Linked DNA regions of Sus scrofa: region 1 is linked to region 2. Evidence: chromatin contacts called from public Hi-C data. All regions are on one chromosome and are shown on one strand. The core of a region is the stretch at or near the end of the contact, and the rest is flanking DNA. Distances in the headings are between cores, read along the strand shown. Region 1 overlaps STIM2 (stromal interaction molecule 2). Region 2 holds the start of STIM2 (stromal interaction molecule 2).

The links. A called contact is a pair of places that touch in the nucleus more often than the background predicts.
Region 1: a contact with region 2 is called in a Hi-C map of fetal skeletal muscle, with 2.7 times the contacts expected there. The contact joins the enhancer-like site here to the promoter of STIM2 in region 2. A contact is called at or near these places in 3 of 5 promoter capture datasets (fetal liver, fetal skeletal muscle and liver), 11 of 47 Hi-C or Micro-C datasets (alveolar macrophages, brain, embryonic fibroblasts and 5 more) and 1 of 2 datasets of contacts at active chromatin or transcription factors (skeletal muscle).

Annotation. Positions count from the first base shown.
Region 1 is chr8:20,587,984-20,593,511 of Sscrofa11.1, forward strand. It overlaps STIM2 (stromal interaction molecule 2), which reads left to right. Exons shown (of 15, transcript XM_003128897.6): 9 at 3,985-4,152; 10 at 4,410-4,433; 11 at 4,837-4,937; 12 at 5,181-5,419. Among named protein-coding and RNA genes, the nearest start is that of STIM2, 130 kb to the left of the region's middle. Within about 2 kb of position 2,523, at least 3 of the 83 cell types and tissues checked have an H3K27ac peak or open chromatin away from gene starts, as enhancers often do. A contact at or near this core is called in fetal skeletal muscle, where this site is marked.
Region 2 is chr8:20,453,110-20,458,172 of Sscrofa11.1, forward strand. STIM2 (stromal interaction molecule 2) reads left to right here and starts at 3,234. Exons shown (of 15, transcript XM_003128897.6): 1 at 3,234-3,874. The coding sequence starts at 3,454.

The DNA.
Region 1 (5,528 bases), core at 1,273-3,772, 130 kb after region 2:
ACCCAAGATAGAATTCAGGCATTGCACAATCCTTCAGAAAAGGAGGGGGGGGAGGTCCTGGGAGAATTTAATTACAGGCACTCATATTAGTTTTATAATTCTGCTATAAAAAAAAAAATCACCACAAACATAGTGGCTTAAAACAACACACATTTATTATCTTATAGTTCTTGAAGTCAGAGTCTAAAATAGGTCCTCAGGGCTACATTCCTTCTGGAGGCTCCAGGGGAGGATCTGTTTCCTTGCCGTTTCCAACTCCTACAGGCTGCCTGCATTTCTTGGCTCCTGGCCCCTTCCTTCATCTTCAAAGCATGTCACTCCAACCTCTCTTTCCATGGCCTAATCTCCTTCTGACTTTGACCCTTTCTTTACTGATAAAAAACTGAGGAGCAGAATGAAGAAGAGAAAACTTACTCGAGTTAATGGAGAGTGACTCACTCGTAAAGCAGGGCCCAGAGCCTAGGTATTCTGCCTCCCACTTTGCTTTGTGCACTGTTGCCTTCTCAGTCAGGTATTAAATAAGAAATAAAACCTAGGTAATGGAGGAGTTTCAGTTTCAACTCATGAGAAAATGTTCGGGGGACATTACTACTTCCTTCAAGATTGTCACTTTTGGTAGGAATTGTCTGACTGAATGCAGCTGTCTTTTGTTAACTGTTAACTGTTCTTTCTTTCATACCCCAGACATCATCTGTTTTCTGGTCTTTTCCACGTAAGGAGTTTGTTCTCTAAGCTGACTCCTCGACCTATTTTGCACTCAGGTCGGTTTACCTGATAAACCTGGTCTGTACAGAATGTAGTAAAGAACCAAGGAGTTAAGAAAAAAGGCCCAGCCCAAATGAGACAGTGTCTCAGAATTAGATACGGTGGCCTGTGGTCCTGTGAGAGCCCCATGCCTGTTTCCACCGAGACTTCACCTGAAAAGCTTGTTAGCTGTTTTTCTGAACTTTGGAGATAGGAAAGCAGTAGGAATTCTGTAGAGACATAAACTGATAGCAGTATTTTACAGGAGACCGCCTCACAGTGAGGGAAAAGCCACAACGTAAAGAAGGACCCCCAGAGCACAAACATTCTGGTATGGGGCTTGGGGCGCAGGGGGCCTGCACACCTCAGGGAACCCGAAGATGACGGCGAGGTTATATGCCAGCACAAATGTAGTCATCCTGGTGAGATCCCGAGTCAGTGAGGGTGGTTTAAAGGAGAGAACTGGGTATTTAAAAGCACCTCTGTCCAACATGAGTCCAGAAATAAGGAACCCAATTTTATGAGGGCTTCCTCTGTGCCAGAAGTTTATGCTATGCACAGCGTTACAGATGGTTTGCTTATAAATTGTCATCCTCACTATACGTAAATATTATTCTCGTTTACAGATGAGGATGTGTAGAGGGGTTAAATAATTTGCCTTAGGTCACACAGCTATTATGTAGCAAAGGCAAGATTACATGTATCTTGTTCCAAAGTTCATGTTTTCCCATACTGCTATTAAAAGCTTTTGTTTATAGAAGTGAGTTTAACTGGAAAATTAATTTTCATGTAATGTCATATAATCCACAGTTCCACATAGTTTGAAGAAGCATTTCTGTATCTTGTCTGGAGGGTAATCAGCCTCTCAAAATTAGAAGGCAGGAAAATCTGGTACATAGTTGGTATAGTGTTATTTTCCATAAAACAAAAGCTTTGGGGCGAATAATAGTACCACTTTATATTTTCTGTGGTTTAAATACTTCCCACATAAATTATTTTGTTCTTAAAAGTCTCAAGAAGCCTAAAGTCAGGGCAAGTCATAGTAGCCCTGTTGTACATGAAACAATCAGCCTCAGAAAGTAAAAAACTTGCCGAAGGTCACAGAGGTTATAAATCAGAAAGTTGGGTCCAGAAGCCAGGTTTTCAGATATTTAAGCTATTTGTTTCTGTGACATCATGTTTTTACTTATTGCTGTTCTATGCCTAAGACACAAAAATTATATAAACGATTATTACCAAATTTTTAAATAATTTAATAATTCCTTTTTAAAAGCTATTAATGACTCAATTTTCATTTCATCTATTTCCTTATAAATAACAATGTAATTCAACTGAGGGTTGGAATTCAGGTCAAATGATAAACTCGTGAATACTAACAGAAAATAGTTGCTGTTATTAGAAGGTCCGAATTTAAAATTTTGAGTCATTATGTGATATTCAATCAAAACATTGGTCAGCCTCAATTTATACCAGACACAGAAATCTATCAGTTCTGTGTCACATGTGTTCATTGAGCTCTTTTAGGGAAAATAAATGTATGAACATAACATTTAGGAAAATCTTTCTGATTAAAGGTGGAAAACATGAGCGAATTTATTCAGAGTCTCTGTGTACTTGCTTGGCAATGAAAACTGAATAGGAATCTTAGCTTTAAAATCTGGCGAGAGAAGGAGCCTGTGACCTACACTTTGTAGTGTTATGTGGAACTCCAGGTCACAGGACCTGCGCTCAGATCCTCCTGGATTAGCAGGGACAGCACACAGCTCAGCCAGCCCTCTTGTAATGAGCATAGCATTGCCCCAAGCACATTGCACGGGACTCCTGTCCTCAGCATTGTCCTGAGTGCTGTTTCACCTTTGCTGTTAACATCTGTATCTGGAATTGTTTACTTCTTGTCTGCTTGTGATTTTTCTTAAAATTTTAGAGTTTAAAAAAATAATTTTCTACATTCCCCCCACCCCCACCCCAGGGTATCTGACAGCTGTTCTCTTTATCAGAAATTTGTGTATAGTACTCTCGTTTATTCTGGCACATGATAAGGTTTCTTTAAATGAATTGGGTTTGATCAGCTCAAATGTTCTTCCACATCTTCGTTTAGGAATGAAGTTTTGGTTACCTTACATAACTTTGGGGGAAATTAATTTGCGGAGATGGTGCTCCAGAAACAGGATGCTCTCTAGAGCATTCATCACTTTGAAAGTCTCGAGTGTGTGTACATAATTTCATAAATTCCATCGTGTATCTTTACACAACCTTAGCTTGAGCTCTTGCTAGTTTTTAAGTAAATCATTCCTAGAGTTGCTTACCTCTCCCTTCTCTATCATTTTCTTAGTGAGACTTTTCCTTGAGAGTTTTTCCTTAGCACTTAATACTACTTCACATAACTATGCATTTTAGTTTTCTGTTTATTGCCTGGCTCCCTTACGGGGCAACTAGAAGAAAAACTTCCGTATCCTGACACTGCAGCTGTTCATAGTTTCCCATGGAAAAATCAAAACTTTTACTCAGTTTATTTTCTCAAAATTTACACTTGGTCTCAAATGCTAATTTATGTACTTTTTCTGGTATGTTAGAAGCAGGAAAAAATTAAATAGAAGTGGTAAAACAGACTGTGATAGGCAGATATGCCCATAACAATGAGAAATAACTGGCCATAAAAAAGATGTCATGAAAAACTTTTTAAAATGGTACAATTACTTTAAAAAAAATGAGTGTATAGTTTGGTAGCTACAGTAAGGTCTTCTGGGGACATTGGAAGGGGTAGTAGAACAGGTATTCACCCTGTTTTAGGTAGTAAATTAAAAAAATACACTACGAGAAAAAATGTAATCCATTTTAATTTATACATGCCCTGGGTTTTTTCTTTCATTCTGGCTGTTATAAAATATAAAATGCAGTACTGAAACCAAAGATATATGCAGTCTTCCTCTCACCCTCTGGCTTTACAATTTTGTTTATTGGCAAGTTTAAGATGTACTTAAAACTTAAGCTTTAGTTTCACATTAGAAATATATTGTTTAAACTGTGCTTATTAAAAAGATGTTTGCCAAGAGCGTAATTCAGATTACTTTTTCTCTTAATGTTGGTACTAAAAATCTTAAATTTCTTTTAAAAAAGGGTCCTAAATATCTTTTAAAAAGAGAAATTTCTCATTCTCTCTCCAACCTCTCTCACCTTCCTCTACTCCTCCCTCTCCCTCTCTCCCACTCCTCCCCCTCTGCCTTCCTACCTCCTTCCCAGGTTCGAATGGCTTTAAAAAAGGCTGAAAAAGAATTTGAACTCAGAAGCAGCTGGTCTGTTCCAGATGCACTTCAAAAATGGCTTCAGCTAACGCATGAAGTAGAAGTCCAGTACTACAATATTAAAAGGCAGAATGCTGAAATGCAACTAGCTATTGCTAAAGATGAGGTACTCCATGATATTTCAAAACTTACTACATTTCTAAAGGGATTGACCAGTTGGGATATAAGATCTGAATGAAATTTTTAGTATCACAGATTGTTTTCGTGAATTGGAACATAATTACATAAATTGACTCTCCAAATCATAGACTTTAAAAGTAAAATTAGAGAAGTACATACCTTTCAAAATGACCTTAGTATCAGTTAAAAATCATCCCTTTTATCACTATCATAAATGTTTTATACAGAGCTTTTCTCCTCTAGGTTGCTGCTTCATATGTGATTCAGGTTAGTAGTTACTAGAAATTAATGTCTGACTCTTAATAATGGTGTGAAATTATTGAGTCTTAATCTGATTTCTAGAAAAACAACAACAGCAAAAAAAAACTCGGTTCACTCACTAACACCTCCGTTGCAGTAGGGTATAGTTAGTATTACTCTGCTAGTTTTAATAGAAGATTCAGGTCTTTCTGATCCATAGAAATAAGAGAAAAATTCTCCAGAACAAAGTTGAATTTAGGAAAGCATGCTTTTTCTGCCTCATCTGTTTTCTTTTTTGAAAAATAGGGCTGTGTCTTGGCTAATATTTCTCCATTGATTTTTAAATTATTAATACATTCAAAACAAAATAAACCTTATTAGTATATGTGTATTTTTCCCCATCCTTGTTTTTCTCTCCTTGGGTTTCTAGGCAGAGAAAATTAAAAAGAAGAGAAGCACAGTCTTTGGGACCCTGCATGTTGCACATAGCTCCTCCCTAGATGAAGTAGATCATAAAATTCTGGAAGCAAAGTAAGAATATTATTGGAGCTATCTGTTCATTTGTCTTGTGTTGAAATGTGTAATTTTTAGACAGTTGATATTTTAATTTGTCGTTTAATCATGGGCTATTATATAATTTATACTGATTGCAAGAGGAGGTCATTTCTTCTTGGAATTGGTTAATTGCCTCGGTCTGTTCACATAGTTGCCGTTTTTCAGTGCCATATTAAAGACGCTTTGATGCAACAGGTAATTCTGTATTGGCTTTTCCAGGAAAGCTCTCTCTGAGTTGACAACTTGTTTACGAGAACGACTTTTTCGCTGGCAGCAGATTGAGAAGATCTGTGGCTTTCAGATAGCCCATAACTCGGGACTCCCCAGCCTCACCTCTTCCCTCTATTCTGATCACAGCTGGGTGGTGATGCCCAGAGTCTCCATTCCACCCTATCCCATTGCTGGAGGAGTTGATGATTTAGATGAAGACACACCCCCAATAGTGTCACAGTTTCCTGGTGAGTGGCGAGTTCAGAAAGAGAGTTGGTACAGTTTTAAAAGTAACTTTCTGCCATGCTTTTGATGAATCCTTTGCTTAGAAATCTATGATGAGAAATTGCATTCACT
Region 2 (5,063 bases), core at 1,984-4,483:
GCGCGGCGTCCCGGAACCGCGGGAGCCTGAGAGCTCGCGCACCTGGGCTAAAGCGGCAGCAGGGAGCGGGCATGCGCGAGGCCGCCGGGCAGCGCAGGCGCGCTCTGGCGCCGCTCGAGGGACGAGATCCGGTTCTCCGGGTTGGGGCGGGTGGAGCGGCGTGGGCTGTCCTGGCTGCGGGGGAGAAGAAGGAGATGGGGAAGGAGCCCGACTGTTGAGAAGGGCGGATTTGCTTCTGGGATGGGGAGGAGCAGGGTGGACAGATCCTGGTGCGCATCGGTGCCGGGCGCGCCCGATGAAGTTAGGGATTTATTGGAAGATGAAATTAAGCCACCAAGCAAAGTGCGATGGGCTCTTCCTAAGCCAGGAACACGCTCAAAATACAGGTCCGGAACCTGGGTCCGGTTCTCCCCAATGACAGCATACCTGTTTGCCCGGCACCGCGCACAGGCTGACCTGTTATTTCAGTCACCTCCCAACAGCTCTGTGGGGCGGGCGTTATTACTCGGTCCCTAGTTTTTCCTCTGGCAACCTAGGACAGATTAAATTGTCTCCAAGTCGCACAGCGGAAAGAGTGTGGAGTTGCTGTTTCCACCAGGTTTGTCTGATTCCAAAGACCACTGCTGCCTATCAGACACTTGAAGTCATGAATGGGTGAAAATGAGACAATAAAGACATTCTGTAAATAAATGGTAAATCTTGAGGTTTGGACTTTAAGAGGTTTAAGTCAGGTTGTAGGAGCCGGTACTGTCAGGGAAAATGGGTCAAAGTATATTCTGAATAGGATTTGGCTCGAGGAAAGAAGAAAGGTTTGAGGAGGCAAGGAACGGGAAAGCAAAGGCTTGGAGTTGGAACAGGAAACCCGAGAAGAAAGGGAAGGGATTGCCTCAACTGGAACCTTGTGTTTACATTTGGCTTGCAAATTGAAGCATCTGTAATTCTAGAGATAGGCTTGTCTTCCAAAGCCACAGACTTTCTCTTTTCTGCACCTAGATTTATGCTCGATGCACAGTGATAACTATACCTTTGTTCGGCAAGAATATGCATTCTCGCCACTCATTTCTGACTACGTTGGAAACTTTGGTACCCCTTAGAAAGATGATTCGAGATGGAGGATTTCTTGCTGAACTCTGACCTGACTGAGAGAGGTCTCTTTAGTGCTTGTAGCCTTTCTTGGTAACTCCTTTGTGCCTGCAGTAAGGAGAGGAATAAACAATCATAACTCCAAATCCAGTACCCTCTTACTGCTAATATGTATCTTCGAAAGAAAAAAAGAAAAAAGCCCATATGTCTTTGTTTAAAGAAGCTTGGCCAGAGTGATTTGTTAATTTGTTTGTAGTTTCATACTGCTGTTATTGCTATAACAGCTTGCTCTGCCCAATTTAACAACTGATTACTACCTTGTATTAGTCTCTAATTGTTTAATGGGTGTAAATTTTATCTCCTAAGCAATACTGTAAGATACCCCAGGTAGGGACTATGGTCTGTATCTTATATCTCTGAATACTGACGTATTTGACTTTTTCGAGTGTCTCTCTTATTGCCCTTTGACTCCCCACTACTGAGAACTATCTGGCATGTGCTGGGGACTTAGTTAATAGCGAATGAATGAAATATTGCCTTCTGGAGAGCAGGAAACAAGCCTGTTACTTCTTTATGTCTTCCTGCCTCTTTAGCAGAATTATCTCCTTTTGGAGGACATTCAGCAAATATGTGACTTGATTTCTGTGTTTTTCACCAGGGGAAACACCTATTTCCTGTTGCCTTGTAAAGAATTGCCACCTTAACACCAGGTCTATGAAGAAGTCATTGTTGATAGATTGATAAGCTTCAAACAAATTCTTAATTCTTTTCTCAAGTGTGCATCTGCCTTTCCACAGTTGGTGATACTCATGGTTATGGTGGCCAGGCTTCCTAGGAAGTTCTTTGGGAAATTGTGTAATTTGTGTATCTTCTTGGCTTGAGAACAAGCAAGCCAAAACCCAAATCCAACAACAGAAACCCAGTACCAAACGGGTATGGTATAGGGTTCTTAAGGACCTTTGTGCTTAAGAACCCTATATGCAAAAAATTTTTTTAAGAACAACACTCACAGCATATGGAAGTTCCCAGGCTAGGGGTCAATTGTGTTGGAGCACTGAGAAATGCCACAGCCACAGAAATACCCAATCCAGGGGGCAGGTGTCTGCGACCCACACCGCAGGTTCCTGGCATCACTGGATCCTTAACCCACTGATTGAGGCCAGTGATTGAACCCACAATCTCATGGATACTAGTGGGGTTCATTACCACTGAGCCACAACGGGAAATCCCTTATATGCACATCCTAAGTTTGTATCCCTGGAGAGAGAATGTGTGTGTGTGTGTGTGTGTGTGTGTGTGTGTCGCCAGGTGAAGTCTGAAACACCATTTTTCTGTCAACCTATTCAGCTGACAGCAGACTCCAAGGGGTGGGATGCGGTTAGGGAGGTGATGAGTTCAGGTAAGGTTTGACCATAGGAGAGTCAGAGGCTAGAGCAAATCCTGTTCAGTGGTGCGAATCTGACCGTGTCTCCCATTTGTTAGCTGCGGAAACTGGGGTAACAACATTTCTCGGCCTTAGTTTCCATTCCTTGTAAAATGGGGATGAAAACAACGAAACCACCACCTAACTTTTAGAATTACAACGTGTAAATTTGTAAAACGCTTAGGACCTCGCCTGGAATACTGACACGTAGCAGGAGTTTTAAGTATTGGACAAGTAAATAAAACGCTCGCTCTGCTAACCTCCGTTTCCACATTGCTAGCCTCTTTTAAGCCCCACCTATACCGAAATTCTGGAGACGCCAACGTTTCCGATTACAAGGTTTTCGGATCCATGCAATTATTTTTGCTGCCGTCTGCATGGCTAAAACTTGCCCAAAGGATTTCGGATGTTCTTATGCTTCTCTCCGCCCACTTCGTTCCCGCTTGCCCTCCCCGCCGCCTCTGTCGCAGTGGGGGCATGGGTCCGGGAGGGGGTATGCTCATCTTCCCCCCCATCCCCTTCCTTCTGTTTAGCGAAACCCTTAGAAACAACCCCGCGGCTCTCGAGTCCTCCCCGGAACGCCCCCGGGGGCGGGGCTCGGGCGTCGCGCAGGCCCAGTGCAGCGGCGCTGCGCCTGCGCTGTGGAGGGGCTGAAGGAGGCGGGGGATTGGTATGCGAGCGAATGTGTGAGGGGAGGAGGTGTCCGGGCCGAGCGTGGTACTACGACGGGCGCGGGCCGGAGGGGGCGGGGGGATGCGCCGCGGCGGCGGCGGCTGTGGCGGCGGCGGCGGCGCGGGCGCTGGGACTGGTGTTCCGAGGCGCCAGAGCAGCGGATCCCGGTCTCGCTGCCGCAGCAGCGGGGGTGCCGCGCGCGGCCTGAAGACGCCGTACCTTTTTGATCCTCACCCCCCCCCCTTTTTTTTTTTTTTTAAAAATAACCGGAACCAATGAACGTAGCTGGGACCCAAGATCTGGAGGCCGCCGGTGCGGACGGGACCAGGCTGGCGCCCTGCGGGAGCTGGCGTCTTAGGCGGCGGGGGCGGCCCGAGGAGTCGCAGGCGACGGCGGCGGCGGCACCTCGCGGAGCGGAGTGGCCCGTGGCCGGGGCGCCGCCGCGCTTTCCCCCCGCTCCTCCTCCGCGTCCTCATCCCGCCACGACGCCCGGCCCGGCCTCGAGCTGGCTGCTGCTGCTGCTGCTGCGGCGGCGCTGGGCTGCGCTGCTGGTGCTCGGGCTGCTGGTGGCCGGCGCGGCGGACGGATGCGAGCTGGTGCCCAGGCACCTTCGCCGGCGGCGGGCGGCTGGCTCTGCCGGGGCGGCCGCCTCCTCTCCCGCCGCGGCGGCGGGCGACAGCCCGGCGCTCATGACAGGTGAGGGCCCAGAGGGTGGCGGGTGGGGCTCGGCAGGACGCTGCGGGACCCCCCGTCTCCGGGAGCGGCCAGCGCCTCTGCCAGGTGCCTGTTATTCGACGGCCCTGGCCAGTAAGCGATGCCCAGCCGGGTGCCCAGACGCTGGCGTCCTGGCCGCTGCTTCGTCGCGATCCCCTGCACTCCGGACGCCTTCCCTCTTCCCCCACTGACTCCCCGCCCTCGGCAGAGCCTCTCGAAGGCACCCACTTAGGTCTGCTCCTCGGTGTTCCACGCTGAGCAATGCGGTGGTTTCTCTTCCGTGCCGCAGAAGAGCCAGCAGGGTCTGCAGAGCAGGGTACTGGGCTGTGTGTTTTTTGTTGTTGTTTTGTTTTTCTTTTGGAGACTGCTTGAAAAAGTCAGCAGCAGCAGCAATGCGGTATTGAGTCTGCCTCTGGTGTTGCTTTTGCAAAGGCAGCTGGCAGCGAGTCTCACCGGTTCAGAGCCCCACTGAGCACAGTATCCCAGGGGAGTCTGCTAGAGAGGATTCTTTGAGAGCCATAATACCTAGCAGTATTAGTGGTCCCTAATTAGTATGCAGAAACCTCTAAGTCTAATGTGTATTTTTTGAGAGGTGAGAGGAAGACTTTTTCAGTGATGGATAGTATTTGCTAGTGGGAGCATCACCGGGTGACAAAGGGTGCAGAAAGCTCAGCAGGTAACCAGGAGTATACCTACAATTTACTTGGTGCAGAATGTTCAGTGCTTGTATTCGAGCAGCACAGTTCTGATACACTGCATCAGCACCTTTTAAAAAATATGGAACATTCTTGAAATTATTGAAAACTTGCGAACACGTGTGGTAAAGTTAGGTAGCCGACTGAATCCTTTTAAAGCTTTCCCTTGTCCTGTACAGTTGGTAGGTTGTGGTTTAAGTAATGTAAGGATCTTGAAATGGGTTTCTTTTACGAAAGTAGTGGAGTGAAAGTAAGCTTTGGGGTTGTACTTTGTTTTTAAAAGTAATCTGTAGATTTTACATAATTGCAGAACTAAAAAGGAAAAGTAAATGACACAAGATGACCCATCATTCATTTATCAAAAGTGGTAGTCCAGCGGACGTTTGAAAGTTACCAACAGCTGCTGTGAGCGGTGCTCAGGAGCTGTGTTCTTTAGAGCAAGGCAGCTATTCTCTGGGTTCTCTGACAGGATGTTT